Regions from separate parts of the Mus musculus genome. Here all the other regions are linked to region 4. Evidence: chromatin contacts called from public HiCAR-type and promoter capture Hi-C data. All regions are on one chromosome and are shown on one strand. Each heading gives the region's core, a stretch centred on a gene start, on an enhancer-like site or on the middle of the called end of the contact. The rest is flanking DNA. Distances are from core to core; before and after follow the strand shown. Region 1 holds the start of Cfdp1 (craniofacial development protein 1). Region 2 holds the start of Gabarapl2 (gamma-aminobutyric acid (GABA) A receptor-associated protein-like 2). Region 3 holds the start of Tmem170 (transmembrane protein 170). Region 4 holds the start of Rfwd3 (ring finger and WD repeat domain 3). Region 5 holds the start of Adat1 (adenosine deaminase, tRNA-specific 1). Region 6 holds the start of Chst5 (carbohydrate (N-acetylglucosamine 6-O) sulfotransferase 5).

Region 1 (4,033 bases), core at 12-2,511, 550 kb after region 4:
TACATACAAATAGATGTGCATGTAGGCAAAACACTCACACACATAAATGTTTAAAAGATTTGTCTGGACCTCGCATAAGCTGGATTCTTAGTGTGCTCCTCTACCGCACCCCAAGAAAAAAAAGATAGCTAGGCCATTAAGAGTGTGCGCTTCAGCCGGGCGTGGTGGCGCATGCCTTTAATCCCAGCACTTGGGAGGCAGAGGCAGGTGGATTCGAGGCCAGCCTGGTCTACAAAGTGAGTTCCAGGACAGCCAGGGCTATAGAGAAACCCTGTCTCAAAAAAAAAAAAAAAAAAAAAAAAAAAAAAAAAAGAGTGTGCGCTTCATTCCAAAGGATCTGACTTTGGTTCCAGAGTCGGGCGGCTCACAACTGAGTGTAACTCCTTCACCTGGGGACCCGATACCCCCTTCTGTCCTCTTTGGCCACCTGAATGCACCGCCATACATACACAAAAATAATAAGGGGCTGGCGAGACGACTCAGCTCTACAACCACCTGTAACTCCAGTCCCAGAAGCCCTAGGCACACACATGATGTACAGAGACAGACAGACATTCAGGAAAAAACACTGATATACGTGCCATAAAATCTCTAAAAATAAAACTTTTGAAAAAGTTCTTAAAAGAGGACGATGGGTAGCTCCTGCAAAGAGGGAAAACACATTATCACATCAACTTTCTAACAAGCCGATCCCTTCCGAACCCAGAGGCGGACAATTGAGTTTCGGACGTGAAGGAAGCTGGCAATTCCCTAAAAACAATCTCCAATGTCCGGGTCGGCTTCCAGAACCAGCCGGTAGGTAGGTAGTACGCTCAGCCTGCGGGCTTCACGCGCCTGTTCCCGCGCTCCGAGGGGGCGGCGGCCCAGGACAGCAGCTATGCAGAACCGACACATGCGTGTTCCAGGCCGCCTGAGGGCCGGGGTCCTGATAACCCGAACTCCGGAGCCCACGGGCCGTGGGGACCTCGCGATCACGAGGCCCACGCCCTGGGGACCGTCCGGGAGAGTCTCGAGTGAGGTGTGAAGCGTGGAAACCACCCTCCTTTCGCCTCAGGCCGAATCGCTCACCGGACGGCAAGTAGTCCTCATCCTCGTCCGATGTGGAGAAGTCTTCGGAGTCGAATTCCTCCATGCTGCTGTCACTTGGGGCCTGCTACCCACACGACTGCGGCCACTGCCCCAAAATAGCGAAGCTAGATATAGGGCGAGACCATAGGGGTACAGGACCAGCAGCTAGGGCCGCCCTAGAGGCGAGCGCACATGCGCAGGCAGTGCCACGTGGTCAGAGACGACACTTCCGGCTGCTGCGATTGGTCAGTCTACACTCACCGGGCCCTTGTGGGATTCCGGACCCCCACCTCTCAGAAGCGATGCATGCTGGGGCTTGTAGTTTTCAACGGTACCGTGCGTCCTTAATGGAGAATGGCTTATCTGCGGAAATAGTACTTTCTCTTTATACTTGTCTTTTTATTTTGAAATTTGCTCACAAGCTAATATTTTTTCTAACTCTAAAATCAGAGATTAAAATGTCGCTCCCGGATATGCTCAGCGAGTAAAAACTGAAAGCTGAATAGATAGATGCTAAAGTTCCCATCAACTTTTGAGCAAGGCTGAGGCTCTGCCTTTTTGATTCAATTCTCTCGCTAGAATCGAATTCTTTAATGCAGTTTTTGTGCCTTTTCCCTGCATTTTTGTTTTTGTTTGTTTTTTTTTTTTTTCTGCCTAAAATTGCTCCCAAGAACACTACCGAAACTCTGTCTAATATTCTAAGCGCAAGAAGACTGCGACGCTCTTTCCTGAGAAACTCGGCCTGTTAAGTAAGCTACATTCAGGCCTGAGTTACAAGTACTGTTGGCAGTAAGTTCAGCATTAATGAATCAACAATCCGATAATCACTAAAAGACAAAAGGAAATCCGCTTATCTGTGAGGGAAGCCACTACACAAAGTGCTAGATTGACACTTTTGAAACAACGGGAAAGATGGATGGAAAAGCAGTTAAATTTGTGAGTATGTGAGGATTGGCGAGACGGCCCAAAGGTTAACAGTACTTGTTGCTTCTGCAGCAAAACTAGGTTTGGTTCCTAGCATCCCCAACATGGCGGTTCACTACCGCCCTGGTTCTGACCTCAATAGGCACCAGGCATGTATGTAGTACAGTGCAGCAAGCACCTTCACCCACTGAGCCATGCCCCTAGTCCCTCAGAAATCACCTTCTGCCGGGCGTGGTGGCGCACGCCTTTATATATATATATATATACACACATTTTTTTAAAACTGTGATGAGAATATAATGCATACTGTACTGAGAATAATCGAACTCTCGGAGCACATGAAGGAGGAAGATGAGGAAATCTTAGCAGAGAAATCCGTAGGAACAACCAATAGGAAATTTTAGCAGAGACATCGGGAGGACCAACCAATGCTCTGGATGAGTGGGTAAAACCTGGTGGGAGTTGACCAATGGGATGGCAATGGGAATCAGCCTAAGAGTTCACAGCCGTCAAAATATCAGTGTGGAATACATCTAAAGGGGGCTGGGGAAGGTGACGTAGAAGAATGTGACCCAATGCTTAATTGTGCCCTCAAATTTAAGCATGTCACCTCCTCTGGCCCTTATGCTGAGATGCTTAACAGAATGAGGCAGAAAGCCCTGTGTGGTGATGGCACACGATTTTAATTCCAACAATCAGGAGACAGAGACAGGGAGATCTCTGTGAGTTCAAGGCCAGCTTGATCTTCATAAAGTGTTCCAGGTCAGTCAACACTACATAGTAATACTCTTTTTTAGAGGGGCAGGGGTAGGATTTTTTGAGACAGGGTCTCTCTGTGCAGCTCTGGCTGTCCTGGAACTCACTATGTAAACCAGGCTGGCGGTGAACTGAAAGATCCGCCTGTCTCTGCCTCCTGAGTGTTGGGATTAAAGACTTGGGTTTGTGCCTCGCTGTGATACTCAATTTTTAAAAAATAATTAAAAAAGAAAAAAAAGAAAAGATAAAGGAATGAGGCAGGAAACAAAGCAGAAAAGAATGATGCAAATTTTCAGGCAGGACTGGGAGGGAGGGGAAAATGCTTACGTCATCACGTCATCTCCTCATCAAGCCGCGAGAACCGAACACCTGGGGTAGAACCGCTGGATGCTGACGTGTCTCGCTCTTCCTCTCCAGCAGAATAAGCACCACCTATGTGTCCCTTGGTTTTCAGGAAGCAAGCCAAAGTTGAGCAGGTTAGCCACAGTGGGCTAGCTGACCCTCTGCATCCTGCAGTACGGCCGAACATCGGCATCAAGTTTGGTTTTTTTGGTTTGGTTTGGTTTGGTTCTTGTTTTACTTCTTACTTTTTTTGTTGTTGTTTTTTGTTTTTTTTTTTTTAAGATTTATTTGAGCCGGGCCATCGCGGCACACGCCTTTAATCCCAGCACTTGGGAGGCGAAGGCGGAGGCAGAGGCAGACCGATTTCTGAGTTCAAGGCCAGCCTGGTCTACAGAGTGAGTTCCAGGACAGCCAGGGCTACACAGAGAAACCCTGCCTCGAAAAACAAACAAACAAACAAACAAAGATACAAGATTTATTTGGGGGTTGGTGAGATGGCTCAGTGGGGAAGAGCACTGACTGCTCTTCAAACGGTCCTGAGTTCAAATCTTAGCAACCACATGGTGGCTCACAACCAACCATCTGTAATGAGATCTGACGTCCTCTTCTGGTGTGTGTCTAAAGACAGCTACAGTGTACTTACATATAATAAATAAATCTTTTTTTTTAAAAAAAAAAGATTTATTTATTTATTTATTTAATGTATATGAGTACACTGTAGCTGTCTTCATACAAACTAGAAGAGGGTACCGGATCCCATTACAGGTGGTTGGTTGTGAGCCACCCTATGTTTGGTGGGAATTGAACTCAGGATCTTTGGATCAATTCTCTTAACCGCTGAGCCAGCAAACAGCGAGCTTTCAATGTTTTTATATATAACGTTTTAAGTGCTTACTCTTTGGGTTGTTTTTTTTCTTGGAGTTCGTTTGTGCACACCACTGTA
Region 2 (3,587 bases), core at 795-3,294, 640 kb after region 4:
TCTCCAGCTAGTGATTTCTTTCCCGTCTCTCTCTTTCTTACATTGGGGATTAAATCCAGGCCTGGGTGTGCTCCATCTCTGAACTACACTCCCAGGTTAACCTGATCGTTTAAAAAAAATGTCTGAATGAGTTGGGCGTGTCGGCAAAGTTCTTTAGTTCCGGGAGCTCAGGAGGCAGAGGCAGGCAGATCTCTGAGTTCTAGGTTATCTTGCCCTGCAGAGTGATTTCCTGGACAGCCAGGACTAAATTGAGAAGCCCTATCTTGAAAAAAAAAAAAATGCTTGAATGCATTACAGATCTTCTTAAAAGCTCTTGTTACCTGATGGTAAAAGTCACAGTTGTGCAACTCAAAACACCGGTTTGTTCCAGATCTTTCTGACCCTTATCTCGTCCCACTCCTTCTCATTTCTTTAGCCACTTGGGGTCCCCTGTGTTCCTGGCAGTTGACAATTTCTGTAGTAGCCCTCCACCCCAGCAGTGCTTCATGTTCTTGTCATCCACTGTTTTACTTTTCTAAATGTCACCTGTCATCACCTGACATTTAGTTTCTGTTCCCAAGGCACAAAAGCTCTGCTACAGCAGGGGTGTTGTTTGTTTTGCTCCATGGATTTCTCCCAGTCTCCAGAACAGCACTGTGTTATGTCTGCAACATAACACTCAATGCATTTTTTGTTTTGCAGAAGACAAACACCTAGTTGCTCAGACACAGTCTTTTTTTTTTTTTTTTTTCCAGACAGGGTTTCTCTGTGTAGCCCTGGCTGTCTGGGAACTCACTCTGTAGACTAGGCTGGCCTTGAACTCAGAAATCCACCTGCCTGCCAAGTACTGGGATTAAAGGCATGGGCCACCACACCCAGCTAACACAAAGTTTTAAAAGTTCTTTAAATTAAATTTTTTTTTCCTTAAGATTTTCATTATCTTCCCTGCATCTGGGTGTGTATGTGTATGGAGGCTTGCCACAGTGAATGCCTTGAGGCCAGAAGATAACCTTTGTAAACAGGTTGTCCTCCATCACTTGGGTCCTCAGGATTGAACTCCGTCTGGCAGGCTTGGCACCAAGCGTTTTTACCTGCTGGGAACTGAGTCTCTCCCCTCCCCCCAGTGGAAAATAACAAATACTTTCAGAATGAAGTTATAGCCACAGCATCTATCAGGAATTTCAACTGTAGGGAATGATTGATGACAAGGTTCAAACACTGGCTCTACAGATGCGGCAGATCATATAAGCACGTGGTCAGGTGGCCGATTAACTGCATATTCATGTTCTGTGTTCACCAGTGCATAAACAGATGGTGACCCAGAGCCGACTTCCTGGATGACTATGCTACGACTTGGACAGGGGTGGAACCTCGAGGCTTGTGCCTAGGGCAGGTGACACCCACAGCTCAGGGTTAGTGCCGAGCCACTCCCACTGCCAGCTCCTTCTCCTAGGGTGTCTTATGACCAGCTCTCCCAGGAATCCTCCCCGCCTGACACTGGCACTTCGCCTCTGACAGTTTCCGATAAAGAATCTCTGTGATCAGGGATATTCCGTTGACTAAATGAGTATGTGTGGTACTTGTTCATAAGTGTTCATGAATGTTTAAAATATGTATTCGTGAGTGGGAAGTGAGATTTGTTTAAATCAAATTTTAGGTGCAACAACTCCTATACTAGACCTCTAGGTGGTCACCAGTACTCGTTGCACACAGCGCTTGGAACAGGTTATCCCTCCATGCCGAGCTCCCGCCTTCTCACCCAGCCAAAAATTAATATTCATTTCTCCTTAAGCCCCAGACTTCCCCTTCCAGAGCCCTTTACAAGCGTTCCAAGCTATGAGCCATGACCTGCCTGTCATGCACAATCCTGAAACTCCATTCCAGTCACTAATTCCTAAAGTCTCCACTGTCACTCACAGACTTCCCAGCCACCTACGTCAGTCTCCATTCCCAGGAGCGCTCCTAGGTCTCCGCTTAGGCTCCGCCCTCTCACGTAATCGTAGCCTACTGAAGCTCTTACCAGGCCCGCCGGAAGCCCCGCCCCGGGAGGTTGCTAGGCTCCGGCAGCCGGAAGTCCCGCCTGTGGAGTAGTCGTCGCTGCCGCCGCCGCCTCCGTTGTTGTTGTGGTCGCTTCGCCGAAGTCCGCGGCTCGAAGAGCCGGCTCCGTCGCTTCCCGTCGCCATGAAGTGGATGTTTAAGGAGGACCACTCTCTGGGTAAGCGCGGTCGGCCTGCGGGGCCCCAGATCGCGGCCCCTCCCCCACTCCCGCCGCCCTGCCGGGCCCGCTGGGTCGCCAAGGCCCCGGCATCCTGGCGCCTCCCACGGACCCGTGTCGCCCTACGTGGATCTCGCTGGGAGTTCCTGAGGGGATCTGTGGCGAGGGACTCCGGGGCTAGGACTCGGGGCGTACGCACGCAGGCAGGTTGCGGGCGGAGAAGGGCGGACAGGAAGAAGGGGTTCCGGCAGCGGCGGCCCTGCTGTCCGGCAAGTGCGAATGTCAGCCTGGTTTTCTTCTTCCCCAGAACACAGATGCGTGGAATCCGCGAAGATCAGAGCGAAGTACCCCGACCGAGTTCCGGTGAGTGTGGACTCCCCGCCCCCTCACCCCGCTGTCACCCTTAGCGTCTAGGAGAGGTGTCGGGCGGGCGCGCTAGGCCGTGCAACAGTTGAGAACTTAAGGTCTCAAGGTGTAGCCCAGAGACCGAGGACAGCCTGGGGTTCCGCCGGCCCAAGCTTGGGGCTTAAGGGGCTGGTGCTGTCCAGGGGCACCAGTGCTGAATCTCCCGATCTAGGGCAGCAAGCTGCTTGCAGCCTCTCGGCTCCCTCACCAATTATGTAAGGAACCGTGTTCTAGGACAGGGCAACAGGTCACTGCCACTTTGGGGAATGATGGTGGAGGGAGACTGGCATTTGGGGTTGGATACGGTAGCATCCTTTCAAGGTAGTCATCTTTAACGCTGGACCTTTAACTTCGAGTTTCTCTTTACCCTGATTCTGCCATCCTTGTTTGACTAACAAATCTGAAATGCTCTCGTTTTGCCTCTAATCAATAAGTATGTTGCTTTATTTCTGCTTTCTGCCCTAGTTGGGGCGATCGTTTCTGATATCACTATTGATTTTTGAAGGACATAAAGTCTTACTATTGTAGTGCTTTGCTTGTAAACAGTCCCTTTGAGAAGCAGGAGGATAAATGTTAACTGTTCAGAGAGAAGCAACAGGCCAAATGAAAATGTCGGCTCTTGGGTGGCTGTAGTTGTATAGCTTTGCCCTTAGTTCATCCATTTCTTTCCAGTGTTGTTGGGGATTGGAATGCTCTAACAGGGTCTATCTATGGATCAAAAGATGACAGATGAAACCCTAGCCAGATCAATCTTTTCATCGGCCTAGATAAAATGTTAGAGAGCTACCCTTGCAGTGGGGTGGCACGTGCCTTCAGTCCCAACATTCAGGGGTCAGAGGCAGCTGATCTCAGAGTTTGGGGACAGCCTGGTCTACAGTTCCAGGACATCTGGGACTAACAGAGAGACCCTGTCTCTGGAAGAAGATAGAAAGCTTTGTAGCTGTGCTTCTCTTACAAACGCTGAGATCAGAAATGAGGAATATCAGTC
Region 3 (3,997 bases), core at 1,440-3,939, 580 kb after region 4:
CTCTAGATGTCCAAATTACAAAAGTGGATTTAAAAAAAAAAATCAATTCAAAGCTTTTTAGTGTAGAGAAACCACAGAATATTTTAGGGCAATGATCTGCCATGAGTTAGCATAAAGTACAAGTTAACTTTTCCTGTGTGACCAAAGTAGAAAGGGAATCAGGCTCAGGACTCTGAATAGATTCCTAGTAAGAGGGCCTTAGTGTCTCTAACTAGGGGGAAACCTTTAAGTACGCATTATAACCAGAATTCCAAATGAAGATGAGACACTGCGGGGATGGGGCGTGCTCATGATGCACTCTGGTCAACTTGAGGTCAAGGGCTATCTGTTCTGCATTAGCCTAGTGTTTAGCTTGTTGTGATCCTACCCAGGTTTATACCTCCAGTCAGGAGCCCACATCGGCTAGAAGGGTGACCCGATGAAGGAATGAGTCCTGGTAAATGGTACCCTTGTCACAGCCATAGCAGGAATAAAACCCAAATACATCATGCGGATTAGCATTTTCAGGAGAGTCTGGAGAGATGGCTCAGCAGTTGGGAGCGGCTGCTGCTCTTCCAGAGGATCTGAGTTCAGTTCCCAGTGAGCCCTGAGCGCTGACGCATTATGGCTCATGTCTGACTCTTGATTAGCATCTGGACTTCAGTAAGGCTTCTGACCGGCTCCCTTTTCTCAGCTCACAGGCCATCTGCCTTTTTTCCTTCTTGGTAAAACAACTCTTTCTCTCACCAAATAAAAACAGAAACAAAATGAAAAAAAAAAAAAAGAATCACAAAGAAGAAACAGTTCAGAGATAGAGTGGTTGCTGCTCTTTCAGAGGACCTGAGTTCTATTTCCAGCAACCAGGTCAGATAGCCCAGCCACCTGTAACTCCCGGCCTCTGGCCTGGGTGGGCACCTGTACTCACATCCACACACCCAAACACATGCATATATTTAAAATTTTTTTTCTTTTTTCTTTTTTTGAGACAAGGTTTCTCTGTGTAGCTCTGGCTGTCCTGGCACTCACTTTGGAGACCAGGCTGGCCTCGAACTCAGAGATCTGCCTGCCTCTGCCTCCTGAGTGCTGGGATTAAAGGCGAGCGCCACGATGCCCGGCAATTTTTTGTTTTTAAGAAAAAAGCTATTTGGTTGACTAGAGAAAAATTTAAATAAGGCCTATTTAAATAACATCCCTTTATCCGTGTTATGGATTTTAGAAGTGATCTGACTTGGGGGCACCGTGACAGTGACAGGACACACATCCCTGGTTCAGAAGTTTTGAGCTCAAGAATCCTAATGTCTCGTCTTCCGCAGTGCAGGAAGTTAAATTGTGATGTGTACACACATGCACATTGATGTGACCAAGGCTGTAAAACCAGAATAGTCCTGCTTTGCATGAGACATCCATCAACACCAGCCAAATATACAACTGTGGCCCCATAATCTAGCCTACCATCTAGGCCTACCTAACCCCACCTATGATGGTCTCACAAGTGCCTAATGAGCCTCAGCTTTTAAGTAGACATGTGACTTTTACCACCCGAACTAAGCATATGGGTACTTGTTATTCTCTGTTTCGCCTTCTCAGGTTTGGAAATCTCCTTAATAGTTGGGAGAGAAGTAAGAAAATGAGTTAGAACAGACTCACTGAATCCTAGGAAAGAAAGAACCCTTCATCTTTTGGAGAAGGTCGCCAGAATGCTGTGTGTCTGTGTGTTTACTTATTTGTAATCACTTTCAGATTTGTTTGTTTATTTATATATGTATTTATTTGTAATCACTGTCAGGTGGGACACTAGTACTTCTGGAAACAATCTGAACTCCCAGACTCTTTTCTTGTGGGCAGGATCACAAGCTAACATCTTCAGCTGCCACAAAACAAAAAGGCAGCCACCTTGTCAGCTACTACACAGGCAGGTCCCAGGTGTCCACCGAGAGGCGCCTGGCAGTCGCTGCCCAGTAGATGAGACTCACAGGTGTCTGGTCGAAGGTTGCAGTCAGCAATCCCACCCGTCATCCTCTTTTACAACGTCACTGGGTTAGTTTCTCTTTGCGGCAGTGTCCTAATACCCCTACCCCCCCACACCCCACCCCACCCCCGCCTCTGTCGTCTTGCCTTCAAAAACCCAAAGCAATCATGCCCTCCCCTGAGGGCCTTTATTAATAACCTCAGGGGATCATTCTCTTCTCCACAACTTTCTGAATTGTAGCAGTTCTACAATGTAAATGTAACTTTAAAAGCCCTCCTGGCAGAAGGCGGCGAAGCCCGGGTAAGAGCTAAGAGCAATTTAGAAGTTCTGTCTTAAGTTCTTCTAGGTGCGGGTGGGGGAATCCGCAACAGGTCTGAGCAGGCTGGTGGGAAAGTGGGTGTAGGACAGAGTCAGAGGACAGCGTCAGCACACAGGCTCTCAGAGGAAGGATACTAGCAGTCACTAGGACTGGACAGCCGTCGCCCCAAGTGCGATTCCAGGGCTGCCTCGGCCTCGCCCTGGGAGGCAGGCGACAGGTGCGCAGTGCGCAGGCGCGGGGCGGGGCGTACCTGGGAAGGAGCAGAGCGAAGTGGAGTTGGGGCACAGGGTCCCGTTGCCCACCCGCGGCACGAGCTTCAGGCTGAGGATCTGCTGCAGGAGCCCGGCTGAGCCGCCGCCACCGCCGCTCCCCTCGCGCTCCATCCCGCCGCCATCCACCGCCCGCCGCGCCGCGGAGTACCGCACCTCCGCAGCCACGGCGTCACCTTTGGCCGGCCCTCTTCTCCCGCCCACTCCAACGGCGCTGCTAGAGTAATCGTTTCTCCTTCCAATCACAGGGCGCCGCAGATGGAGGGGGCGGGGTAACGGTTGTTCCCGCCCCCTGGCGCTGCGTTCGATTAGAGAAACCCACGGCATGCTGCGCCCCTAGTGGCAAGTTTCTTCTGCTCCATCTGGGTGTGTTGGGCTCTGCCCTCTTTAGTGCCACCTTTAAGTAGGACAAGTCCGGTGAGATTGCTCAGCGGGTAGAGGCGAGGTGTTTGCCTCCAAGCATGAAGGATTTGCCTTCCATCCCTAGGACTCATATGGTGAAAGGTGAGAACCAACTCCCATGGTTGTCTTTTTACCTTCACATACACATAGACTCACATACATTTTAAAATAGTATACAAGGATACATCACCAAAAATAAAAATTAAGTGACCACTAGCCTACTCAAATTTCTCTGTAGGACTGAATATGTATTGACAGAGAACCAGCCTAGCTGCACATCCCTAGATTCCAACCCCAGTTGCTTAGCCTGTCAAAGTCTATAGGTTCGCTGGGCGGTGGTGATACGTGCCTTTAAACTCAGCACTCAAGAGGTAGAGGCAGGCAGCTTTCTGAGTTCGAGGCCAGCCTGCTCTACTGAATAAGCTCCAGGACAGCCAGAGCTACATAGAGAAACTCTGTCAAAACCAAAACCAAAGCAAATACAAGACAAAACAAAAGACTGTAGGTTCAACTTCCGAACAACCAACAAGCAAAAATAAGACTTTTTAAATGGACCAAAACAGAGGCAGGCGGATTTCTGAGTTCGAAGCCAGCCTGGTCTACAAAGTGAGTTCCAGGACAGCCAGGGCTATACAGAGAAACCCTGTCTCGAAAAACCAAAAAGAAAAAAAGGACCAGAAATTCTCTAAGTCACAGAAGTTGAAACTTTTAGGAGCTGTGACCTGAGTTCCATCTCAGGAGCCCACGTGGTAAAAGAGAACCCATAACTGCAAGTTGTCCTTTGACCTGCACAGGTTCCCACACACATATGGCCATGGCTCTCCCTGGTTGTAAACTTGACGACGCCTGGAATGAACTAAAACCGCAATGGCTGGCGAAACCTGTGAGGGATTTAAAGTAGCAATACCTATAATCTGGATCTTTGAGGTGGAAAATCCACCTTTGATCTGAACCACGCCATCTACCGGTTTGAATATGCTTAGCCCATGCGAAGTGTGGCACGTATTAGGAGGTGTGGCCTTGCTAGAGGAAGTGTGCCACTGGGTAGGCAGGCATTGA
Region 4 (3,454 bases), core at 345-2,844:
CTCAGGACCTTTGGAAGAGCAGTTAGTGGCTCTTAACCACTGAGCCATCTCTCCAGCCCTTAAGAAATAAATTTAATTAACTAAAAAATAAAGTCTAAGATTCATTAGACCTGAGTAATAAATGCAGGTTTTTTTTCTTATTCTAATTTTTAGCACTGTTCAGTATTTTAAAATAAAACTTCCTTCCATGGCATGTCTAGAGAGCAACCAGTTCTGATTTCAACTAGAAGGTAACAGCAGTGAAGTTCACACAGCATCCATTGACTGTCACTGCTGGTGCTAAATAATACTGATCGTGTCTTCCACTTCTCAAAAACACAAGGAAAAAAAGTCCAAAATGATAAACCAAAAGCTACAATCAAGAATATACCAGGAGCTGTTCACTACTAAAACTCTAGCAGACTTCTAGAAAAGAATCTTATCAATTTTAAATTTTTATGCAAAAAAGGTGATAGGCTTTAAAAATTAAGCTCTTCACTACTCAAAAATATGTGAACTGATGCTTTTAATATGGCTCTAAAGTTTAACGACATCCTCACAAGAATTATCTTTTAAAAATAGCTCCCCCCCCCCATACTCCTTGCATATTTCCTCAAAACTGTAATTCCATCATTAGAGAGAGAGAGGAGGATTGCCTCAAGTTTGAGAGCAGTCCGGATTCCAGAGGGGGACTGTCACAAATAAGCATGCCTAAGTTAGGTCTAGATGCACTTAACTGTCCTCTCTGAACAGTGCTTCTTACAGGCTGCTATTTAAAGTTTACAATTTAGTTCCTCAATCACACACACACACACACACACACACACATCCAAAAACAAAACACGTTCCCCAAATCCTGGGCTCGTGCTCGTATGAGCCCCTTCTTTAAGTGACACAAACGCTAGTCCGATGGCCCCGAAAAGTCAGCGGCCCTCAGACCGTGAACTCCACCTCTGCCCCCCACCCTTGCTAAGCTTTGGTTTCGATAAACACAGAAGGCGGGAGCGACGGCTGCCCCAATAAACAGGTCGCCGGGAGCCCGCGGGGATTCAGTCAGACCCGGGTTCGTATCCAGGCTCGCCCTGTTAGTAGCTGCGGAACCAAAGTTAAGTTTCCTAACCTGTCTGCCCACGCCCGCCTCCCCGCAGGAAGAGGAGAATGAAAATATCCTTCGGTCGCAGTTCCGCTGCGGTGATAAAAGTTAAAACAGCGAGCGACAAGGGTCAAAGAGTCAGTCACCGGGGCTCGACCCGCGCGGGAAGCACCCGGAGAACGACTCCGTGGAGGGTCCGCAATCGGTGCGAGCCGAGCCCCGTCTCAGCTCCTCCCGAGCTCTCCCCCACCCCCCATTCCTCAGGAAAGGAGGAGGAAGAAGGTCGAGGTCCTCAGGCCGGACCGAAGGAGACCGCCGAGCTCCCAGCGCGCCCTCCGCCCACCTCGCTGGGCCCCGTGAGCAGCCGCAGAGCAAGGGACCACCACCCGCATCCAGAGGCCCCCAGGGCGGAGAAGAAGCAGGGAGCAGCCTCACCTGAGGGGACCAAGTCGGACGCCTGGCCGACCGCGACTTCGGCCATCGTTACCGCGCATCCCCTACTGCGCACCCGCTCCGCCCGCGCCCAGCAGCTCTTCTGGACCCTGAGGCGCCCCCGCTGGAGCCGCGGCTCGGCGAGCTCCTATTGGCCAGCCACTGCGGACGGCGACCAATCTCTTCTCTTCTTCTTCCGTCGGTCGCCGCCAGCTGAAATAGTGGCGCCCTCATTGGTCAGCCTTTGATACATTTCTGGGCGAGAACCTCCGGCCAAGGCGCCTCCTGCAATTGGTAGTCGTGCGGAGTCCGCCATCTCGCGCCCCTTCCTTTGAACTGTTCGGCGGGAAGAAGCCCTGAGGAAGAGAGTTGGTTTTTTTTTTTTTTTTTTTCCCCTTCCTCTTCTACTGAGAGTGAAAAATGTTAAAAGTGGCCGGGCGGTGATGGCTCACGCCTTTAATCTCAGGGAGGCAGAGGCCAGCCTGGTCTACAAAGTGAGTTCCAGGACAGCCAGGGCTATACAGAGAAACCCTGTCTCGAAAAACCAAAAAAAGAAAAGAAAATAAAGAAAGAAAGAAAATGTTAAAAGTGACTTCCCGGGGGCTGGGGAGATGGCTCAGTGGTTAAGAGCACTGACTGCTCTTTCAGAGGTTCTGAGTTCAAGTCCCAGCAACCACATGGTGGCTCACAACCACCTGTAATGGGATCAGATGCCCTCTTCTGGTGTGTCTGAAGACAGCAACAGTGTACTCATATACATAAAATAAATAAATAATTCTTTAAAAGTGACTTCCCCTGCTTCTTCCTAAGGTTTTATTAAAGAGTTTATCGATGATTTTAAAAGTTTGTCCCCAGAGTTCCAGAGCCTGTAGAGTCTCTCATTGGGTTGAGCAACTTGTCCGCAATGGTCGGAAAAAAAAATTTTTTTTTTAAATCTTGCACAATGTCTTCAACTTGAAAACTACTATGATAAATGGCTTGGAAATATAAATTGTCACGTAAGATTTTCCAAACATGTTTCTGAAGAAGGAAATCTTACTTAAAGGTCTTTAAACAAACAAACAAACAAACAAACAACCCAAAAGCCCTCTTCACAGTGCTGAGGGGATGGCTCAGTGGTTAACATCACTGTAATGCTCTTCCAAAAGTCCTGAGTTCAATTCCCAGGAACATGGTGGTTCACAAACATCAGTGGGATCTGGTGCCCTCTACTGGTGTGTCTGAGGACAGCAACCGTGTACTCATATACAGAAAATAAGTAAGTGCTGGGAACGGAGCCTGGGGACTAGCAGCCAGTTTTCTACCTGTGAGCCACTTCTTCAGTTCCCCGTGTACCGACAGTTATCCTTTCCCTTTTCTTGCTATCAGAACAAGCTGCTGCTGGTGTCCCGAGTGGCTAAAATAAGGAGAAAGGATTTTTGTTTGTTTGTTTGTTTGTTTGTTTTTCGATACAGGGTTTCTCTGTATAGCCCTGGCTGCCTTGGAACTCACTTTGTAGACCAGGCTGGCCTCGAACTCAGAAATCTGCCTGCCTCTGCCTCCCGAGTGCGGGGATTAAAGGAGTGCGCCACCACGCCCAGCAGGAGAAAGGATTTTTTTATTTTTGTATGTACACGGATATTTTGTGGACCAGGAAGAAAAATCTTGAACGGTTCTCTTTGTTGGCTAATTACACAATGAAAGGAAGCAAACAGAAAATTTGACTCTAGCCATCAAAGTCTTTATTAGCTTTATGTAAAATATTTAAATATAGGACTGGAGAGATGGCTCAACAGGTAAGAGCACTGACTGATCTTCCGAAGGTCCTGAGTTCAAATCCCAGCAACCACATGGTGCCTCACAACTACCCGTAATGAGGTCTGATGCCCTCTTCTGGTAAGTCTGAGGTCAGTTACAGTGTACCTATGTATAATAAATAAATCTTTAAAAATTATTTAAATATAGATAAGA
Region 5 (3,847 bases), core at 1,335-3,834, 690 kb after region 4:
GGTCTTCGGATCCTGAGGACAGTCAGTGGTGAATGAAGGGTCAGCCACTCTAAGCAGCATGGCCCCATTTCCTTGACAAGGTCAGTATGGACTTAGCACAGAGACTACTGTTTAGAGCCCAGTCTTTGCTTACCGCTCTCTCGCATCTTGGACTGGCCTATGCATTTTGTTCCTGTTCCCATTGAGACAACTTCCTTTGTCACTGAGAGGAAAAAACAAAACAAAACAAACAAAGCATTAATTAAGCGAGTGGACTCTCAGAGGCTGAACACTTCCTAGTGTTTCGGTTTAATAAGTCCACATTCCTCCGTTCTCTGGAGGATTCTCACAGATGGAGTCAACGGGACTGCAGTTCCCTTGGGGTGGTTTGTCGCCACCAGAAGTACTGCGCCACCTGGTGGGCAAAATGGGGAAAACACCTAACATAGTTCCCATAACCCAGTAAGTTGCAATGGTTGCTGACAGGGAGAAAGAAAGGGGCTCTCACCTTGCACTTCCTTCTCAGGGATGTCACAAGCTTGGTTAGCTGAAGCCTGAATCTTCACCACAGCTGCCAGCAAGGTCCACTCACGATTTGGCTCAGGCTTCCCCTGCTTGGGCAGTCTGACGTTATAGTGTGCATAGCACAGCTGAGCGATCTCATCCGCGGTCCACATAGGTGGAGCTGGAGCTGAGGCCACTATAGAAAGCCAAATCTATCAGAACAGAAAGGAGAAACAGCGTAGTAAGATAGAACCTCACTCCAACACTCCAGCCATCTCTAGTGAAGCCCCACGGTGCTCAGACTAAGGTTGTTTTTTTTTTTTTTTTTTCTTATTAACCTCCCTCCCTTCCCATCTTTAATGAAGAGTGAAGCCCAGGGGCCGGGCGTGGTGGTGCACGCCTTTAATCCCAGCACTGGGGAGGCAGAGGCAGGTGGATTTCTGAGTTCGAGGCCAGCCTGGTCTACAAAGTGAGTTCCAGGACAGCCAGGGCTACACAGAGAAACCCTGTCTCAACAAACAAAACAAAACAAAAAACAACAAAAAAAGAGTGAAGCCCAGAAGACAAGCTATTTCTTCAAGATCAACACAAATGATAAGTTAATGAATGTGGCCATTCTATGTTTTACACTGTCCTCTCAGATTTCAGCTTGCTTTGGGCATGTTAGCACCTTACAAGGTTTCTTTTGAGACAAATGTTCTTTTCCTCCGTTTCTAATCTACCTCACTCCAGCAAATTTCCAAAGTCTCTCACTGAAAGCTCTCACAGCAGCTGTGTTTAAGGGTGTGGGCATGGAGTTATACTTTCTAGGTTTCAATCTCAGTTTTAATACAGATGAACTGTGTGATTCCTGGGTAATTAGTTTTCACATCTGTTAAAACATGACTAATAGTATTTAACATTTTTTTTTCTAGACAGGGCTTTTCTGTGTAACAGTCCTGGCTGTCCTAGGACTTGCTCTGTAGACCTGGGTGCCCTGGAACGCACAGAGATCACCTGCCTCTGCCTCCTTTGTGCTAGGATTAAAGGCACGTGCCACCTAGCTAGTATTTAACATCTCTTATAAATACTTAAAAAGGCAAATGTCTATATACTGTGATTAGCATTCAGAAGATACAACATTTGGTGATCTGGGAAATTTGTATTGGTGGCAGAAGAGAAGCAATGTAACGGGCACACCAAGCCACTTCCATACAACCTAACAGAACATTATGCAGATCAGATCTGAAAGAGGCCTACAGTTGGCAGAAGAAATTCTCTCACTCTTGGCTGTTAGCGCTCACTGGATATAGCTCGACTTCAGTCGATTATATAAAAAGCTCCGTAGATGAGCTCACGCGATGGCTAGAGATGGCAGAGCATTTGTAGAATAAACAACAGAATTGTTTTTTTTGTTAGTTTGTTTTTTTTCTGAGCTCTGATGCGATGTTTTGGCAAGGTATTTCTAAGACTTCTGCAAAATGCAGGCACATTTTGCAGTAAATGGTAATGACTATTCTGGCAGGGGCTGACAGAGATTGTAACTTTCAAGTCTAACGCAGAGAAGTCTTGTATTTCTAGAAGGAATCCCAGAATCCTGTTAGTTCCTGATAGGCATCACAGAAGTTTATTTTATGAAGGTAGCCATCTGCCATTAAATTCGAGGTACACATTAGAACTACAAAACAAGGGGACGAAGCGGTCCAAACTACATCACGTCATTCACGCAGTTGTCGAACGTTTCGATATTTTGGGTCCGCTGTAATTCATCTCTACAACCCCAGGGCTCCTTCATACGAAGCAGCTCACAACAGGTATTGCTTTGGCTAAAAATAACAGTGCAAAGGTTGAAAAAACAAACAAACACTTCTTTTCCCACCCTTCCTACCGCAGGGCTGGAGAGCCTAGCAGGGCTGAGACCCCTCCCCGTGGGAGCAGTGGACACAGGTCCTCACAGTCTCCCCCCACCGCCCTCCCCTCGGCCAACTGTGTAGAGCTAACCCCGAGACGCCGATCCGGAGTCCCTCACACCCTATTATCCACGCGCCGCAACCTCCACGCGATGCCCCTCTACCGCCACGCTCGTTTAACCAGGTTGCGCAGCGGAAGTGACGCCCTAGAGGGCCGCTCCGGTCAAGCTCTGCCCGCAAAGCACGCTGGTCTTTGTAGTCTGTGGGAACGGTGCAAAGGGGAGGAAGCCGCCTCCGCAGCAAAGACCGACTTAGCTCGCATCTCATCAAAATTTTGAACAGAACTATAAGCAGATCCTCTGACAGTTTCTCACCTCAGTCATGGGCTTGGATGACCTGGCCCTCACTCATTTCTCTCATAACCCATTGTTATTCTTCAAATCGTTTCTTTTTTTTTTTTTTTTTTTTTCGAGACAGGGTTTCTCTGTGTAGCCCTGGCTGTCCTGGAACTTACTCTGTAGACCAGGCTGGCCTCGAACTCAGAAATCCACCTGCCTCTGCCTCCGGAGTGCTGGGATTAAAGGCATGAGCCACCACTGCCCGGCTCTTCAAATACAGTCTTATGGACATATATGCATGTATATATTTTAAAAGATTTATGTGCGTGTGCCTGTATCAATTGTCAATTTGTGCACATATGTGCATGCAAATGCCCAAGGCAGCTAGAAAAGGGTATTGGGAACTGGATCACGGTTGCAAGCTGCCTGACACACGGGTGCTGGGTACTGAAGCCTGGTCCTCTGTAAGAGCATCAATCCCTTGCAGCACTGAGCCATGTCTCCTGTACTGCAGTCTAAGTCTGCCTCCAGCCAAAAGGAACCTGCACTGGATCTGGTCTGGTTCTCCCTCAACTCTGCACTCAAGCCCTAAAGAAAATAAAAGGGATTTTTATGGAAGAAGTGACTTGACTTTTGTTCTCTGGTTGTTTCCAGTATTTCAGCACAATGGCTCATACTGAATAGACAGACATTAATATACATTTATTAGAGATTCTGACTGCAGGTGGGGCCGAGAAGTTGGCTTAGGAGTTAAGAGCACACCCTGCTCCCATGGGGCTGACCTTCGTTTTTCAGCCTCCGTGCTGGGCAGCTTACAGTGCCTGTAACTCTGGCTCTAAGGGACCCAACATCTCTGGCCTCAGGGCACCTGCACTCTAAATGCACACACACACACACACACACACACACACAATTGATAATAAAAATAAATCTTAAAAAGAATACAATGACAGAGCTCTAATTAGACCACTCATCAGACCAGCAGCCCGGGGGAGAAAAAGTAACACTGCATGGGTAAAGAGAGAAATGATTTATTTGGTAACGAGGAATAAAAAGAACTTCTTTAGTTCTTCTCTCTTGTGGAGGTTGGACTGCAGTGGCCAGATGGACGGCGCCACACAGGAATCGCTCCCTCAG
Region 6 (3,977 bases), core at 334-2,833, 610 kb after region 4:
GACTTTGATGACCCTCTGACTCTAACAAAAGGCAGCTAGTACAGGCAGAGAAAACACAAGTGCACACAACACAGAAGACTGAGAAATCATGGCTGGAAGCCTGGCTTTTGGGTTCATAGCCTATGTCAGATTCCTTCGTAAAATGAGACTAGAACGAGTCACCCCACCCACTGTCTTCTCTTCCCTGTATGTAGCTCTTTCTGCACCCGGGCTTCCAGTCAGCCTAGCCCCAGCCTCCCCCCCTACCCCCCCCCCCCCCCCCCCCCCCGTGTTCGAGCCTCAATTCCCTCATCTTTAAAAAGACAGCATTTAGCCGGGCGTGGTGGCGCACGCCTTTAATCCCAGCACTCGGAAGGCAGAGGCAGGTGGATTTCTGAGTTCGAGGCCAGCCTGGTCTACAAAGTGAGTTCCAGGAAAGCCAGGGCTACACAGAGAAACCCTGTCTCAAAAAAAAAAAAAAAAAAAAAAAAAAAAAAAAAAAAAGACAGCATTTGGTGTATTTAGCTAAGAGCATGGCAACACAGTCCTGTAATCCCAGAATTTATGAGTTGGAGGCCAGGCCACCCTGGGCTACAGTGACAGCCTGGACCGTACCAAGTAATCAGGCCTCAAATCCCAGAACCCTTAAGCCCTCCTTCCGAAGTGTGGGGGGAATTGAATTTGTTTCCCCTTCCTGCTATGTATTAGGAGGAAAGAGAAAGGAACATTTTTTGGGGTGCGCACAGCACATACTGCGGCCAAGAAAACCCACTGCTGTGTCCAAGACTGAACATCGAAAAGCCAAGCCACTAGACCCAAATTCTAGATCTGGTTGCAAACTAATTTTTTTCTTCAGCATTCTGTGACAAAGCTCTTGAGCAAGCTTAAAATGATGCACTACTAGTGGATGGGAGAGGGAAAGGAGGGGTGAAGCCCCTGGCGGACTGACCATTTCCAAGAGCCCTGCGAACCATAACTTGTCACTATGACACACATTATACACAATTCACTCTCGCCACCAAGCCTGGCTAAGCTGTCAGACCGGTGAGCTACGAGAGCTGCGTCTCCAGTTCAGTCCAAATCCCTCCTTGAAATGGAACATCCCACCTGGAGACCTGATTACTCATCTATACCCGAAAGCTTGGAGTTTGCCCACGAACTGGCCCTGCCGCCCAGAGGAGAACCGCTCTCTCCCCAGGCTCAACAAAGACTCCTAGGACTGGTCCCTTCCGATTTCTACCCCACAAGCAGTCCTTCTTCCCTGGGAATCCACGGGGACAGACTCCGTTCTTACGATCCCACAGCGAAGAAGGGACATCCAGTGACATCGGCCCGGGAATCTAGAGGGCACCGATGGGGTACTAACATATAAGAAACACTTGGAGAAAACCAGATAGGAATCCCGGAAGAGCAGTAAGAACGAGATGTTGGGGTGCAGGAGTCCTTAGTTATCCTTAACCTTAGTTATCACGAAGACCCGGGCCCCCCACCCTGGAGCAGGCACCCCGTCCCCTCCCCCGTCCCGGCCCCGCTCTACCTGCGCTGCCCGCTGCGCTTCTGCGCTGCGCACCCAGGGCGCACACAAAGAGCCGCTCAGTCGGTGGTGGCTCTTTGCCTGGGGCCGCCGGCGGGAGCCAGGGCGGGATCGGAGCAAGGAGGCAGCCAGTTGGCCTAGGGCTCCTCTATCCTTCCCAGGCGTGACCGTGGTGGGCCACGCCCGGGGGCGGGGGAGGGGGGCGAGGGCAGGAAGGTGGAGGACACAGGTGGGCTCCCGGAACACTGACCGCCCCCCACGGGGTGGGGTGGATGGATCATCAAGCCTGCTGGCAGAGCCACCGCTCGGCCCCACTAATGGACCGAAAATATCTGTCCCGAGGGAAGAAGCTTCCAGAGGACAAAAGGCCCTTGTGCAGGAAATTGAATCTTTATCTTGCCCCCTCCTCTGAGGGTGGCATCTTTGCAACTATCCAAACAGACACCTTGATGCCAGGGGGACCAGGATGCCTCCTAAACAACAGCGGAGTCGGGAGGGGCCGAGGGAACAGGTAGTTTTTGCAGCTGCCATCCCCTTCGGGTACACGCCTCTACCCAGAGGTGCAGGTCCAGATAAACACTGGACACATCGCAGAAAAGAGATTTCTCCTCTTAACAAGTAATAGGGCAGAGCCCAAGCATATGCAGAAGGCAGGGCTTTGTGGGAGATTTGTAAATCCGTGGTGGGGGTTCAAGTCCCTTCTGGGAGCCTTTCCGGGCTTGCGGCTTGGCAAGATAAAATTAGGATCCTTAACCATGACCATGAGTTTTCTGAGCTAGTAACTTCTTTCTGAATCTATCTTAAGGAAATAAACCAACAATGAAGATTTATATATAACTTTCAAAGAAGTGGTATTTACCACAGGGGGCGGGGAAGCTACAATGAGCACAAAAATAAATAAACAAATAAATAAATAAATAGCTGCATTCTAAGAGAATGCTGTCTACTAACTTCTGGGTAAAGTTAGATGGCGGTTACTTTCTTCAGAGCTGGGTGGTAGCAGCACAGGCCTTTAATTCCAGCACACGGGATGTGAAAGTGGGTCTCTGAGTTCGAGGTCAGCCTGGTCTACAGAGTGAGTGCCAGGACAACCAGGGCTACAGAGAAACCCTGTTTTGAAAAGTAAAACAAAAATTTAAAGTCAGGTTTGGTGAATCATTCCTGTAATTAATTCCAGCACTTGAGAAACTGAGGCAGAAGGATTACCTGAAGTGTAAGACCACCCTGGGTTACATTCCAAGACCCTGTTTCCATAACATTAAATAAGTTTAATCGAGGCTCGTGAGATTTACATATTTTCTCCAGGAGACACTTTTAGAATTTACCTGGCCAAAAATGTACAAAACTTACTTTGAAATGCATGAATGTGAAGAAGTGGGGGGGGGGGGGGAGAAATGAACAGAGTAGGGGGGACCCAGGCCTCACCTCACTCAAACAGAATCTGAACGGATCAAGTGACAAAATCAGACCTTTCCCCATCCACCTTCCCGGGATGAGTAATCAACTCAGACTCTGGGTTAGAGCTCAGCTGCAATTCTGTATATATTTCCACTATTTTTCCTTTTGCCATTCTGTGCCAAGTAGGCTTAGAACCACCCAACATCTGATCTGAAAAGCTGATACTCACCAAACACAGTTGTAAGTTTCCAGCCTGAGCCTCCCACTTGCCATATGGATTCCAATGAAAAAAAATCTTCTGTTACTAGGGGACTTTTGCCAAAGACCTAACAAAAGCGCCAGCGTCTTTAGGCAGGGCACTGGCAGAGGACGGCTATTAAAGTCAGTCAGTCAGAACCACGGGGAAGCTCTTCTCTCCCTATTCTCCACCGTCACCACCCCACACACACCCAGGGTCCCTGCCGTTCAGAAGCCAAGGGAAACGTTCTTTTGGAATATTTTAATTAGAAAGTTATAAAACATCATTGAGTTCTCAGTACAATTTTTGCACAGGATAGTTTAATTTAATGCAAAGTATCTTTGGTCATCTTTCTGTGTCTTGCTATCTTTTTTCCATACAATATACTTCTGATCATGCCCCAACCCCATTTCCTTATTTTATTGAGATAGGGTCTCAAGTGTCCCCGGCTGGGCTCTAACTCAAGGATGATCCTGAATTTCTCTGCTCCTGCCTCCACCCACAATGCACCGGGGTTATAGGCTTGCACCACCATAAAGGTTTATGTGTAGCTGGGGATGGAACACAGGGCTCCAAGTGTGCCAGGCAAGCGCTCTTCCAACTGAGCCACATCTCATAACCTTTTTGAAATTGAAATCAGAGACCATTTTTTTCATGTATATCTTCAGAAAAAAAAAAAAACCCCACTCAGGCACATAATCAGCTGTGTTAAGTCGGAGAAACTAGTACCAGAGAGTTTTTCTCCCTGAATACTCAAAATAGCTTTATTTTCAAAATTCTTACTTTGCTCAGCCTGACAGAAGGATGTCTCCAAGGTAAACTGAGGCA

What was found. Promoter capture Hi-C pulls out the DNA fragments that hold promoters and counts their contacts. HiCAR-type assays count read pairs that join an accessible place to other places.
Region 1: a HiCAR-type map of fibro-adipogenic progenitors shows a contact between it and region 4, with 4 times the contacts expected there. The contact joins the promoter of Cfdp1 here to the promoter of Rfwd3 in region 4. A contact is called at or near these places in 1 of 39 promoter capture datasets (liver), 2 of 484 Hi-C or Micro-C datasets (embryonic stem cells and olfactory sensory neurons) and 1 of 115 datasets of contacts at active chromatin or transcription factors (fibro-adipogenic progenitors).
Region 2: a promoter capture Hi-C map of pre-B cells shows a contact between it and region 4, with 4 times the contacts expected there. The contact joins the promoter of Gabarapl2 here to the promoter of Rfwd3 in region 4. A contact is called at or near these places in 6 of 39 promoter capture datasets (the C10 cell line, erythroid cells, liver and 2 more), 2 of 115 datasets of contacts at active chromatin or transcription factors (embryonic stem cells and memory CD8 T cells) and 1 of 9 other capture datasets (liver).
Region 3: a contact with region 4 is called in a promoter capture Hi-C map of erythroid cells, with 6 times the contacts expected there. The contact joins the promoter of Tmem170 here to the promoter of Rfwd3 in region 4. A contact is called at or near these places in 2 of 39 promoter capture datasets (erythroid cells and pre-B cells), 1 of 484 Hi-C or Micro-C datasets (CD8 T cells) and 1 of 9 other capture datasets (adipose tissue).
Region 5: a promoter capture Hi-C map of neutrophils shows a contact between it and region 4, with 7 times the contacts expected there. The contact joins the promoter of Adat1 here to the promoter of Rfwd3 in region 4. A contact is called at or near these places in 4 of 39 promoter capture datasets (the C10 cell line, liver, neutrophils and 1 more), 6 of 484 Hi-C or Micro-C datasets (CD4 T cells, embryonic stem cells and epiblasts), 1 of 115 datasets of contacts at active chromatin or transcription factors (embryonic stem cells) and 1 of 9 other capture datasets (liver).
Region 6: a contact with region 4 is called in a promoter capture Hi-C map of liver, with 2.3 times the contacts expected there. The contact joins the promoter of Chst5 here to the promoter of Rfwd3 in region 4. A contact is called at or near these places in 2 of 39 promoter capture datasets (hippocampal neurons and liver), 1 of 115 datasets of contacts at active chromatin or transcription factors (embryonic stem cells) and 1 of 9 other capture datasets (adipose tissue).

The regions. Positions count from the first base shown.
Region 1 is chr8:111,853,076-111,857,108 of GRCm38.p6, forward strand. It overlaps Cfdp1 (craniofacial development protein 1), which reads right to left and starts at 1,262. Exons shown (of 7, transcript NM_011801.2): 1 at 1,069-1,262. The coding sequence starts at 1,132.
Region 2 is chr8:111,938,659-111,942,245 of GRCm38.p6, forward strand. Gabarapl2 (gamma-aminobutyric acid (GABA) A receptor-associated protein-like 2) reads left to right here and starts at 2,045. Exons shown (of 4, transcript NM_026693.5): 1 at 2,045-2,194; 2 at 2,502-2,557. The coding sequence starts at 2,161.
Region 3 is chr8:111,873,986-111,877,982 of GRCm38.p6, forward strand. Tmem170 (transmembrane protein 170) reads right to left here and starts at 2,690. Exons shown (of 3, transcript NM_025781.2): 1 at 2,518-2,690. The coding sequence starts at 2,650.
Region 4 is chr8:111,298,628-111,302,081 of GRCm38.p6, forward strand. It overlaps Rfwd3 (ring finger and WD repeat domain 3), which reads right to left and starts at 1,595. Exons shown (of 13, transcript NM_146218.4): 1 at 1,508-1,595. The coding sequence starts at 1,553.
Region 5 is chr8:111,989,718-111,993,564 of GRCm38.p6, forward strand. It overlaps Adat1 (adenosine deaminase, tRNA-specific 1), which reads right to left and starts at 2,585. Exons shown (of 10, transcript NM_013925.5): 1 at 2,464-2,585; 2 at 488-695; 3 at 134-202. The coding sequence starts at 656. It overlaps Kars (lysyl-tRNA synthetase), which reads right to left. Exons shown (of 14, transcript NM_053092.3): 14 at 3,722-3,847.
Region 6 is chr8:111,908,616-111,912,592 of GRCm38.p6, forward strand. Chst5 (carbohydrate (N-acetylglucosamine 6-O) sulfotransferase 5) reads right to left here and starts at 1,584. Exons shown (of 2, transcript NM_019950.2): 1 at 1,517-1,584. It overlaps Tmem231 (transmembrane protein 231), which reads right to left. Exons shown (of 7, transcript NM_001033321.2): 7 at 3,392-3,977.